Regions from separate parts of the Sus scrofa genome. Here regions 2 and 3 are each linked to region 1. Evidence: chromatin contacts called from public Hi-C data. All regions are on one chromosome and are shown on one strand. The core of a region is the stretch at or near the end of the contact, and the rest is flanking DNA. Distances in the headings are between cores, read along the strand shown.

Region 1 (4,184 bases), core at 594-3,093:
ACCAGATACCTCTGCAGTCTGTGTAGCTTCCCATGACCCTGAGTTGCCTCCAGAGCCTGTCTCTACCCACAGAGCCTGTCCCCTTTCCTTGAATCCTGGATCACCCCCATATCTCGCTCCCTCTTCAATAACACAAGGTACCCCTACAGGCTGTCCAGCGCCCCACAGGCCAGGGAGACCCCCAGGGCCTGTCTCCTCTACCGCTTGTCTCCTCCACCATAGGGCTGGGGCACCCACAGAGATAGTTTCCTCCGGTGCAGCCCTGAGGACCCCCATGGCCTCGGGCACCGCGGCAGCCTGCACCCTTCTCCATAAGCCTGGGGTATCCCCGCAGACTGCCTCCTGTGCCAGAGCCCCAGGCACCTGCACTGACTGCTCTCTCCCCCACAGACCCAGAGCGCCCCCATAGCCTAGCTCTCCTTCCACAGACCTGGGTACCTCCACAGCCTTGGGCCACCCCATGGCCCCAGGCACTCCCACAGTCAGTCCTTTTCCCCGAGAGCCTGGGGCAACCCCATAGTCTATCCCTTCTTTGGCCCCAGGTACCCCCACAGCTTGTCCCCTCCCTGGCAGGTTTGGGGCAATCCCAGAACTGGCCTCCATAGCGCCAGGCAAAGCCACAGAGGGTATCCTCACAGGCTGGCCCTGCCCACACACGACTGCAGCCCTCTCACAGCCTGCCCCCAGGCCCAGAGCTATAGCTATTCCTGAGTCCCCGGGGGCTGCCCTACCCTGCCCTTTCACCCAGGGTCCTGTGAGACCACCACGGCTGGTTTCCACCCAGGAAGCCCGGCCAGGAATCCCCCTTTCAAGCAACCCCTCTCCTGCAGGCACAGGATGGAGTTCGACTCTGCTTCCTTCCCCACATCCCGAAGCTGCCCTCATGGCCTGCACCTTCAACCATAGCTCCAGAATGCTCTCGTGCCCCATAGATCCCGGGCGACCTTTTCTCTCACAGCCCCGAGGGCTCCTATAAACCGACTCTTCCTCCTCCCCACTGCCAGTCACCCACACAGAGCCGACAGGCCCCACCACCTGGGGTATCCCTACAGCCCCGTTCACCCATACAGTCCCAGGGTCCCTTGCAGCCTCCATAGAGCCTGCAGTGCCAGGTGTCCCCGCAACCTCGTTCGCCCCGGCGGCCTGGGCTGTCCCCGCTGCTTGTCTTCTCCCCCACTGTCCCCGGCAGTCCTGCAGCCTTTCTGCACTCACACAGCGCGTTTGCCGCACGGAGGACCTCGCCCAGCGCTTCGCTCCACGGCCTCCAGTGGTCCTTGAACCCCATCTCTTCCCCCACGGCCTCCGGACTCCACGCCCAGACCTGCTGGGCCCCACGCAGCGGCCCGGCGTTTCTGCGGCTGGCTCGCCCCCGCGCAGCCCCCGCAGGGCCCCCTGGCCAGCCATCCCGCTCATAGCTCCAGGACGACTCACGCCTTCCCAAGGCAGCTCTGGGGCACTTCCTGTCTTGGCACCAGCTCCCAAGGCGGCTCCCCACACGCACTCACACTCAGCTCTAACCCTCGCAGCCTTCCTCCCTCACAGCCCCCTGCCCCCGCCCTGTCCCGGACGCCCGACTAAAGCCTCAGTAGAAGAAACGAAAATTAGAGCCGACGAGCGGCAGGATCTGCCCCGGGCCCAGGTCTCCTCTTCCCTACGTCTCTGACTCCTAACGCAGCTTCCCAGAATCCCCCCAGCTCTGGCCCGAGCCCACCTGGCCTGGGGCTCGGCGCGGCTACCGGGAAGCGGGCAGGGGGGGCCGCTATTAGGCCTAGCTTCCGGCCGCTCGCCCAGTCGCCATGGCAACAGGCGCAGGGTGGCTTGGGAGCCGTTAAGGCTCCGGAGCCACCTAAGGGTCCAGGGGCAGCGCGGCGGCAGGTTTTGCAGCCACCGCACATGGGGCTAGGGCCGGGACTGGGACCATACTGGGGCAGAATCCGGGGGCTGTGGGCGCAGCCAGCACGGAAAGACCTGAGACGTGAGAGCAGAAAGATGGTGACGAGTTAGGGCCATCGGAGGCACCCGTAGCACCTCAGAGCCTGGCTGGCTCCCTCAAGTCCCCGCCCACCCGGAAACAGCTTCGCTCCGCCCCGCAGGGGATCGGTCCCAGCTGCGGCGTGCGGCCCAAGACACCTCCCGCGGTCCCAGGCCCGCTTTCCCGATGGCCCGCTACGAGGAGGTGAGCGTGTCCGGCTACGAAGAGTTCATACAGGCTGTGAAGCAGCACAATGGCAAGACCATTTTCGCCTACTTTTCCGGTTCTAAGGACGCCGAAGGGAAAAGCTGGTGCCCCGACTGCGTGCAGGGTGAGGCCGGGATTCGGGTCTCCTGCCTAGAGGACCTGGCAGGAAAGCTGAGGCTGTGGCCATTGAGCAGGGTGGAGAAGCGGAGGGAGTCTTGCTCCCGAGTCCCGCAGAGCGATCTGAGCTGTCTTTTGTCTTTTCCAACCCTGTACCCGACTCTCCTATTAAGTCCTTTCCCACCCCGCCAAGAGTGCTCTTCTACCATTCCACTCAGGTAATCTTAGAATCTAGTCCTTTGGAACTTTTAACTTCCTTGATTAGTGTCTTACAGGAGACACGAGGTGGTTTCTTTTGGATGTCAACAAATATGTCTTTCGTTTTTCTGGGCTCCGTGGTGTGGGGACAAATCAGGACTTAAGAGTTGGTCCTTGCTCTTTTAAAGTGGCTCTCAAATCAGAAAACAGCACCTGACTTCTGTTAACCTCCTCAGTTAACTGCAGGTTAAAGTCTGAGTACTTACCAAGCCTGAGGGGAGAGGCGAGAGGGGCACTGTTTATCAGTGCTGATTGTACTGTTGGTGTGTAATTATTTTAATTTTTACCAACTTTTTTTTTTCTTTTAAAGCTGAACCAGTTGTACGAGAGGGGCTGAAGCATACTGTTGAAGGATGTGTGTTCATCTACTGCCAAGTAGGAGAAAGACTTTAGTAAGTGGCCACATGTACTCTATTTCCCAGACCTAGGTAGGAACGGCTTTGGGACTCAGACTCTGAGTTCTAAGGTATAGTCGGATAAGTCAAGCAATCAGAATATATAAAATACAAATTAAAAATCTGAGTGATCATCCAGTTGTATTAGGTAGGGGTAATTCAATGAATTTGCCGTGATGTTCCTTTGGAACTTAATTGTCTTTACATTTATATTTTAGTATATACTCACGTGAAAACTTTGCACAGGGGAGTAAATCATAGAGTCAAGGTCTTTAAAATGTTCACAACAAAAACAATGATTACTAGAAGACTAAATGTAAGAATACATCAAATATTTAGCAGACTGTAAGAAACCAAGTAAATTTTTCATGATCACTTTTCTTTTTTTGAAATAGTTGGAAAGATCCAAATAATGACTTCAGGAAAAAGTTGAAATTAACCGCAGTGCCTACACTACTTAAATATGGAACAGTGAGTATCTTTCTTTAACTGTGCTGGGGATACAATTCACCCTATCAACTCTTTTAACTTGTTCTGGATTCAAATTTGAAAAGACCTTGACATTTCATCCCAAATATCATATTGCTCTTTAGCATGGATTCATAGCACAAAAGCTGTCTATCCCTATGGCCAGTCCCAATAAATTATTAATAATGCAAATATTAGCTCTTTCAGTGCTTTCTTAAAAGCCATTCTTTTTTGTTTGTTTGGCTGGGGTTTTGTTTTTGTTTTTGCATTTTAGTGCTGCACCTGTGGCATATGGGAAGCTCCCAGGCTGGGGATCGAAACGGAGCTACAGCTGCCAGCCACAGCCATGCCAGATCCAAGTCACATTGGATTTCTACACCACAGCTCACAGCAATGCCAGATCCTTAACCAACTGAATGAGGCCAGGGATCGAACCTACATCCTCATGGATCCTAGTCAGGTTTGTTAACCGCTGAGCCACGAAGGGAACTCCCAAGCCATTCTTATTTTTAAATTCGGTAGGCACTGCTGAACAAAGTTGGTTAACATATAATCCCTTAAAAGAGTGCCATCAATGTTGCTTTCTCTTTAATCCATAATTCTTGATGAAAGGGCACCTCTAGTTAAGTCATGACCCTGGAATTCTGAATTGAAGAATTAAGGGAAAGGGGGGACACTGGGCTTGCTGTCTCCTGTTTTAGTCCAGGGAGCCAAGAATTTTAATGATTTACCTTAAAGCAAATACCTTAACTATTTCATAAAATGTG
Region 2 (4,184 bases), core at 709-3,208, 820 kb after region 1:
TTTAAAAAAAATCAGCCACCATTAGAGATTCTGATTTAATTGGTCTGGGATGTACGTATTCTGGTGTCTTTTTTTTTTTTTTTTTTTTTTTTTGGTTTTAACAAATAGATTTGGAGGGACCCTTTCAAGTTGATAAAAAAATTTAGTAGAAAGTACAGAGTTCCCATAGACCCACTCACTCCCTTCTCCCACCCCCCAGTTTCCTCTGTTAATAACATCTTGCCTTAGTGTGGTACATTTGTCACAATCCATGAGATAATATTGATGCATTATTGTTAATTAAAGCCCACATTTCACTTTATTTTCCCATTGAGCCCCATAACACAGCAGTGATCCAAGCCACAGCAGTGACAATGCTGGATCCTTAACTGCTTGGCCACCAGGAAACTTAACATTTTCTTTAATTGTAGGCACTTTACTTCACTACTGACCTGCCCATGTTCCAAGAATAGACATGAACTGGGGGTCTGGGCGTGCTTGTGTGTGCCCAACTTAGAACTGCACCTGACTTCCATCAGGTGTGTCCGATGCTGGTCATGCTCTTCCTTGGTTTTTAACTGTTTGTTCCTCCATGCTCAGAGCTCTTGGAGTCTCAGTTTTGTGGTGTATAAAATGGGCCAATCATTGGAAGACCTGGAAGAGATAAAAGATGTCAAGGAAAATGCGTTGTATACCTACAGACTTGCGCAAATGTGATAGACCAAGGCTGACTCTGGGGTCTGGAGGCAGACTGTTTAGACTCACATCCAAGTTTATCCCTTAAATACCCTGTCACCTTGAGTAAATTTTTATTTTCTTCCTTCATTCCTCTCTCTCTCCCTCTTTCCCTCCCTCTCTTGCCTCTCTCTTCTCTCTCTCCTTTTTCTTTCTTCACCCCTCTTCCTTCCTGCCTTTCTCTTTCTTTCTTTCTTTTTTTTTTTTTTTTGTCTTCTTGCCTTTTCTAGGGCTGCTCCCATGGCATGTGGAGGTTCCCAGGCTGGGGATCCAATCAGAGCTGTAGCCACCGGCCTATGCCAGAGCCACAGCAACGTAGGATCTGAGCCGCGTCTGCAACCTACACCACAGCTCACGGCAACGCCAGATCCCTAACCCACTGAGCAAGGCCAGGGACTGAACCCGCAACCTCATGGTTCCTAGTGGAATTCGTTAACTACTGCGCCACGACGGGAACTCCTCTTTCTTTCTTTCTTTTGTGTATGTGTGTGTTTTGTCTTTTCAGCGCTGCACCTGACACATATGGAGGTTCCCAGGCTAGGGGTTGAATCAGAGCTGCAGCTGCCAGCCTACACCTCAGCCACAGCAACGCGGGATCCAAACCGCTTCTGTCACCTACACCACAGCTTAAAGCAACACTGGATCCTTAACCCACTGAGCAGGGCCAGGGACTGAACCCTAGTCCTCATGGATACTAGTCAGGTGTGTTAATCACTGAGCCACGATGGGAACTCTAATTTTATGGCTGCACCCACAGCATATGGAAGTTCCGGGGCCAGGGATTCATTCCCAGCCTCAGCTGTGACCTATGCCGCAGCTGTGGCAAGGCCCGATCCTTTAACCCACTGAGGCACAGTGGGAACATCAATCTTGGTTAAATTTAAATGCCTCCGTTTGTAGTAGTAATACTTCAAAGGGTATGTGTAAGGATTCGGGCGCTTGGAACAGTCATTGGCAGGTAATGATTGCTTGGTGCAATTATTACAGGTATACTGCCCAAGGTGTGTAGCTATTTTCTAAGGCCAGACTGCAGCGAAAGGCTCCAGGCCCCGCCCCCTCCAGTAGGCCCTGCCCTTGTTCCCACTCGGTCCCGCCCTCTTTTCCACCAGATCCCGCTTCAGCTGGCCCTCAGGTACCTCCCGCCACTAGGGGGCGTCGTGGCTAAACAGGGCCCTTTAGCTGCAGCAGGCGACGCTCTAGGTAGCGGAGGCCGTTGCTCTGTGGCTAGTGGCAGCGGCGCTCTAGCCGGTGGTGTGCGGGGAGGGCGCTCAGTGGTGCGGCCGGCGGGCGGCGATGGCGGCCGTTCGGGGCCTGCGAGTGTCGGTGAAGGCAGAGGCCCCGGCGGGACCGGCCTTGGGGCCCCTGTCGCCTGAAGCGGAGTCCGGTTTGGACCGCGGCGAGCCGGAGCCCATGGAGGTGGAGGAGGGCGAGCTGGAGATCGTGCCGGTGCGGCGCTCGCTGAAGGAACTGATCCCGGTATGGGCGGGGGGGCGGGGGCGAGGAGGAGGTCGCCGAGCGAGTGTCCCGCGCCGGAGCAGGCCGGAAAGGGAGGCGGCGGGGGCTGGGGCCAGGGACGGGGGCATTCAGAGGAATGGGAGAGGGGGACGAGCCCTTGGGGGACGGGGGCTGGGACCGGGAGCAAAAGAAAGGACGCCTGAGCGCCCGGAAATGGGTATTGAGGGGGCTGGAGGAGGTGGGGTTGAGCTGGGGGGTAGTTGAGGACACCCTCTTTGCTGCCACTCTGAGCCAGTCTTTGCAAGAGGGTGGGCGAGGAGGGGTTAGGATTGTTTGGCGGCTTGAGATAAAGGGGCAGCCTCGGGCGGGAACAGAACCCGGAGCGGCCCAGAAGGAACTGTCGGGCGGGGGGAGGCGCCGGCATCCCGCCTCCCTGTGGGTCCTGCACCGGTGGAGCTGATGTCTGTTAAACACAGCACTCGCGGTTTTCCTTGGAGGGCTGAACTTGTCAGCTGCAGAAACTCAGTGTCCCTATTGTGATTTGAGGGTCATCTTGCTCCACCGCATCTGACCCTTAATTAAACCAAAACATCGTAAACCAGCAGTGGTCCGTCTTTTATCGCAATGGGGAATGTGAGAGGTGTTTTGCTTGTTGTGGTTTGAGAGTCCTATGTCTGGTTCTTAGGGTCGGTCTCAGGCCTGCAGAGCTCTTCTCATGTACTTAATTTCTCACCAGACATGGACTGTTTATGTTTTCAAGTCTTGCTTTTAACTGAGATTATGGGAAAAGGTAGAGGTAGGAGCACTAAAGATAGCAAATGATAATGCTGACTCCGGCAACCACAATTAACATAGTGGCATTTTACCATTTACTGCATTGTATCGTTTAAATATCACTGTGACTGCGAAGTAGACGTTATCCCCTTGTTCATTCAGTTCAACCTGTACTTATTGCATCCTCCACTTTGTGCCAGGCATAGTCCTAGGCGCTTGATCAAGATCAAGATCAAACTCCCTCCTGGAATTGACACTCCAGTTGGGGGACACAACTAAACTCGTAATTACCAATATTGGTGAGTGCTGTGGAGAGAATAAAACATTTTAATGGGATAGGAGAGTGCAGAGGGCAGAAGCAGGAAGCAGAATGGCATAGGATAGTCAGGAAAGTCCTCTGGCATAGCGACGAATAAGCTGAACCCTACGTGACAGAAAGGAGCCAGTCATGTGCAGGCTTGGAAGAGAGTGTTCCCAGAAGGGGCAGCAGGAAGCACAAAGGCTCTGAGATGGGAACAAGGTTGTTTTGTTGGAGAAACGCAAAGTTCTGTAGCTCTAGTGGGAGAGCAGTAAAAGAGGTCAGAAAGGTAGGCGGATACCAACAGAGGAAACTTAGGTCCAGAGAAGCCAAAGGAATTGTTCAGTGTCCTGTGATCAGTGAACATCAGCGCTGTGGTTTGAGTCCCCAGGCTTCCAAATCCCATCCTGTTTTCTTTGCACTGTTCTCTTTCCCCCCAGGAGGTCCAGGTGAGTCTGGACTTTCTGCATTTTGGTGGAGCCGTGTGCTCCATCTGGTGGCCTGACATGGTGAATTTGTCCAGTCTGGGTTGGGGTAATGAGAGACTGCTTCATCTTGGGTATTTTTCATGAAAGCCTTCAGATTTTCATCTACATGGATGCCTTCAGTAGAGGGAATTGCTTTAAGCTGTGGACAGGCTCTGATTTAGAGAAGAGTTCTCGTTAGAGTGGTTGATTGCTACCTGGGAGTCACTGGGACAGGCCTCCTCCTAATAAGGGGTTGTCAGAGTTGGGGAAGGATTGCTGAAAAGAATGACTTTCCAGGGAGTTCCCCTTGTGGCGCAGTGGTTAACGAATCCGACTAGGAACCATGAGGTTTCGGGTTCGATTCCTGCCCTTGCTCAGTGGGTTAATGATCCGGCGTCGCCGTGAGCTGTGGTGTAGGTTGCAGACGCGGCTCGGATCCCGAGTTGCTGTGGTTCTGGCTAGGCTGGCGGCTACAG
Region 3 (4,184 bases), core at 793-3,292, 790 kb before region 1:
CCAGCTTGACCCCTAGCCTGGGAACTTCCATATGCCACAGGTGCAGCCCTAAAAAGAAAATAAAAGCCCCTGGAGGGCAAAGAAGGCCCTTAAGGGCAGCTTTATTTCCTACCCTCCCAGCGCCCATTCAGGGTGAAGAACTTGGTGAACCTGTGTTCCTTGCCAACAGCTCCCACTGCCCTGTCTCTGCCCTGAGAGCCCTACGGGCCCATCTTTCTTCCCCTCTGATTGCTCAAGCTTCCTGACCAGAACAAGAATCTTTGGACCAACAGATTTTTATGCACTCCTCCTCCTGAGTCCACCAGGAAAAACCCAAACTTGGATCAACGTCTCCTTGCCCATCTTTTCTCTTCCTACCGCAAGAAACCGAGCATGGCTACAGTAAAATAACCCAACACTGCCGACAACGACCCGAGTTTGCAGGGACCCAAAGGCACCTGGGCACCAGCACTGCTGTCAATCTTTTTGCTTGTTTTTGCAGCCCTTTTTCTGTCCCCATCCTCCCCAAGGCCCCTATGACTCCCATTCTCAACACATCCCCCTCGCCTATTTCACAGAAAAAGTTAAGCCCTCAAATGCGATCTCCTTCCACCTCCCCCAAGCCTTTCTGCAGCCACCCCCATTCTGACCTCCCTTCTTCAGCTCCCTCATCCTCTTGGGCATCCCTCCTCCTAGTCCAGGCCAGCTCTGCACCCGGCCTTGTGGCCAAGTGCTCCTCTTCCTGCCCCCACCCCCTGCTCTAATAGTGCCCACCTTCCATCCTTGGCCTCCGTCTCTACTGAGTTCTTCCCCTCAACCTGTGAATACTTGCAAGCTCCTCTAGGTCCCCCTCTTTTTTCTCCAAACAGATGTCGGCTCCCACTATCTTCAGATCCTCACCCCTTACTTACTCCTCAGCCCAGTAAGAAATCAGCTCCCACCCTGACAGCTCTGCTGAAATAGAGCTCAAATGGACCCCTGAACCATACGTTGCATCCAATCCAGCAGGCATCTTTCTGGTTCCGTATTTACTGGACCTCATTGGTGCGTCTGTTTCCTCCCTTCTTACAACTCCATCCTTAGACTATCACCTCTCCTGGGTCTCCTTCCCCTCTTCGAAAACTCATCCTCTCGGTCTTTCAGGAGCTCCTCTTACTTAAATGTTGGGATCGAAGCTCCTTACGAAGTCCCCTGCCCTCAACTCTGCCTCTTACTTTGTGCACCAGAAACAACTGCTTGCGTTAGATAGGGCCCTTTCTCACCTCCACTTAAGTCTCTCATGCTGCAGGCCCTCTCCCCTGTGTCCATCGCCTTCTGGGGACCACCTCCCCAGCCATCCCTCCCTGAGTAATCCACTCCTCTCAGCTCTCGAAGTGTCCGCTGCGCCCCTGTACCCTTTCACAGGGAAGGTGAGTCTTTGCCTAACGGGTGGGTCACTTGCCCTGGCTGTGAGAGCCTCCAGAGAGGGGCTGTCCGACTCTCCTCCGAGGCCCTCGCCTGGCCCCCGCACAGAAAAGGCCGTCAAGTTTGTTGTAGAAACTAATGAAAGACGGCGATAGGCATCTAAGAAAAGCTGTTTTCGAGAAGCCGGAACAGGTAACGAGGAAGGACCCGCCGGCGCGGTCACTCACCGATGAGGATAGCGCTGTCCAGGTTTCGGAGCTGGGCCAACAGCTGCCCCCGCGCCTGGAAGATGGGCAGACTCCGGCGCTGCTGCTCCACGGCCTCAGGGTAGGGGCTGGTCGAGGGGTGGGCCAGGGCCGGCTGCTGCCTCCTGCCTCCTCCGCTGCCGCCCGCATTCAGCAGCATCACTACTCGCCGCCCGGGAGGGCAGGGCCGGGCGCGGCTCGGAGGCCCAGCGCCCGGCCGGAATCTCTTGGCCGGGGGGCAATCCGCCTCCTCGGGCATGTCGGGAGGGCACCCGGACGGGAGACGCGAGGGCGGGCAGCCCCTGCCGCTCCCGGGAGCAGACAGCTAGCGCGCGCCGCCCCTTCCCGCCACGTGCTGGCGGTTCCAGCCACCCAGCTGATCTCAGCGCCGCCACCCGGAGTCTTTAGTAAGGAGACTCCAAGTCCCAGCATGCACTGGCAGGGGAGCCAGGCTTTCACTTCCTGAGAGAGGGCAGAGCAGGCCCGGGGTACGACCGGGGAAAAAGGCCCGGAGCGACAACGAAGAAAGATAAGATATGTGGTTCCGAGAGACCTTAACTTTGGATAGCCACCACGGTTTTCTTCACTGTTTTAGTGTCCTGCTAACACTATTTTTCCCCCCAGTAAATGCACGTTTCCCTCTCTCTGCCACGATAGTACTGGCTCTTCAAGGAACATATTTAATTTGGTAAAATTAGTGAGGAACACACAAACATTTGCATTAATCTTCCCAACAGTTGCTCTCCCCAGTTTACAGATGAAGAAACTGAGTCTCCAAGATCAGTCATTCAGGTGTCACAAAATCTGAATTTTGAAAGAGACATTGGTGGTCATCTCGTGTTACAGAAGAAAAAAAGAAATATGACATATTCTATGACAATCATACATTCTCCTTAGAAAGTGACTATTCCAATGGAAGTGGTCTGTTCCTGTAATACAAGCAGGGAAAAGGGGAGTCTGACGAAACTAAACATTTTCCTTTACTCTTTCTTTCCCCAACTATTGCTGCCAGACTCTCAAGTCCTTTACAGGGCTCCCAGTCCCATCACAGACACAGAAATCAGTGAAAAGATTCAGAACCCCAGTTGGGAAAACAGGATATAATTAGTTCCTCTTTCAAATTTCTTAGAGGATTTGATGATTTGCCAGTGGAAAGACTGGCAAGCAGCTGTTTGCTCTACATACAGGAAAAGGGATTTCCAGATAATTCATCGAAAGCTTCAACCCATGTGAAGGACACCAACTTCTGCAGTTTATTTCCACGAGGCTTGCCCTATTTGTGAAACTGTTAAAAATCCTCCCTCTCTCTTCCAGATCAGAGGTTATTTTCCTCTAGTGATCAGGGGTTACTGGAAATGTATGTGTTGAACTAGCAGATACATATTTAAGAATAAGTTGACAAAATTCCACTTACTTCCCCTAAATATTAATTTAGAAAGTCAATTCGAAATTAAAAAGGACACTATCGGTTTGTCTTTTCAGGCTGCTATTGCAGCATACCACATACTGGGTGGCTTATCAAAAGTGGATTGCTTATAGTTCTGAAGGTGCCAGCATGGTTGACTTCTGGTGAGGGCCCTCTTCCTGGTTCATTGCTGCTACTTCTTGTTGTGTCTTCACGTGATGAAAGGGGCTAGGACTCTCTCTGGAGGTTTTTTATAAGGCAGTAATCCCATTCACGAGGGTTCCAGCTCATGACTCAAGGACCTCCCAAAGGCCTCACTTCCTAATACCCTCCCATCAGGCATTCGGATTTCAGCATGAACTTGCGGGGAGGGAGGCACAAACATTCAGACCATTTCAATGTCTAAAATGTTAACTCTCAAGTTATAGACCTTGAGTTTATAAAAGACAGACTCAGTCTTTTTTTTTCTCAGGGTGCTTTTAGAGTAACTTGATGGAAGAGACATATGCTTCCAGTGATTATGAGAGTACCAAGTAGGTAATATAAATTCATTAAATAGTCTTGATAGAGTACAGGTCCTGTCTCTAGAAACAGCCATGAGTCATCTCTAGGCAACAGCTGCTACTCAGGCCTGATATTGCCAGGTCTCCAGGTTTTTTGTTACAGAAAAACCCCAAATGAAGATTTTCATGTGAAATCTGTTTTAAATATTGGCTCACTCTAATTTAAAAAAACAAAAACATGGTGCAGGCAAAATAAACCACATGTATAGGTAATTCATTTGTAATCGCTGGCCTAATGACCCAGCGATCCTGCAGCCTCAAAACTAAGTGGAAGAACGAGTTGAAAAACAAAATCCTATATTGGCATCCGTGTTAAAAGATATCACCCCCTCCCCCCATTTGCTTATATTCTTGATCCGACAGCCTCTGTTCCCTCCAAAAAAATCTCTTGTGGTTAAGGGGCTTTCACATGCAGATGGTCATAAGTCAATAGCTGTACAAGGAGTATCTGGGCTCTTATTCCAAAAGGTGAGCTGTCAGACACACCTCATTCTTACCTGCTCTGCAATGGTCTGAGGACTTAACTATCTGTTCTTACCATGACCGTACTAGCTGGTGGTCATGGTTGGCTGGTTTGTCTGACCACCA

What was found. Hi-C and Micro-C count contacts between places; a contact is called where the count stands out from the background.
Region 2: a Hi-C map of liver shows a contact between it and region 1, with 4 times the contacts expected there. The contact joins the promoter of NCBP3 here to the promoter of TXNDC17 in region 1. A contact is called at or near these places in 2 of 47 Hi-C or Micro-C datasets (liver and skeletal muscle).
Region 3: a Hi-C map of embryonic fibroblasts shows a contact between it and region 1, with 2.1 times the contacts expected there. The contact joins the promoter of DHX33 here to the promoter of TXNDC17 in region 1. A contact is called at or near these places in 1 of 5 promoter capture datasets (liver) and 1 of 47 Hi-C or Micro-C datasets (embryonic fibroblasts).

What each region holds. Positions count from the first base shown.
Region 1 is chr12:50,734,968-50,739,151 of Sscrofa11.1, reverse strand. TXNDC17 (thioredoxin domain-containing protein 17) reads left to right here and starts at 1,843. Exons shown (of 4, transcript XM_003131877.4): 1 at 1,843-2,303; 2 at 2,865-2,946; 3 at 3,345-3,420. The coding sequence starts at 2,159. KIAA0753 (protein moonraker) reads right to left here and starts at 1,994. Exons shown (of 19, transcript XM_003131876.4): 1 at 1,712-1,994.
Region 2 is chr12:49,916,533-49,920,716 of Sscrofa11.1, reverse strand. It overlaps NCBP3 (nuclear cap-binding protein subunit 3), which reads left to right and starts at 1,958. Exons shown (of 13, transcript XM_003131866.6): 1 at 1,958-2,190. The coding sequence starts at 2,008.
Region 3 is chr12:51,524,929-51,529,112 of Sscrofa11.1, reverse strand. It overlaps DHX33 (putative ATP-dependent RNA helicase DHX33), which reads right to left and starts at 2,042. Exons shown (of 13, transcript XM_021067729.1): 1 at 1,611-2,042. The coding sequence starts at 1,887.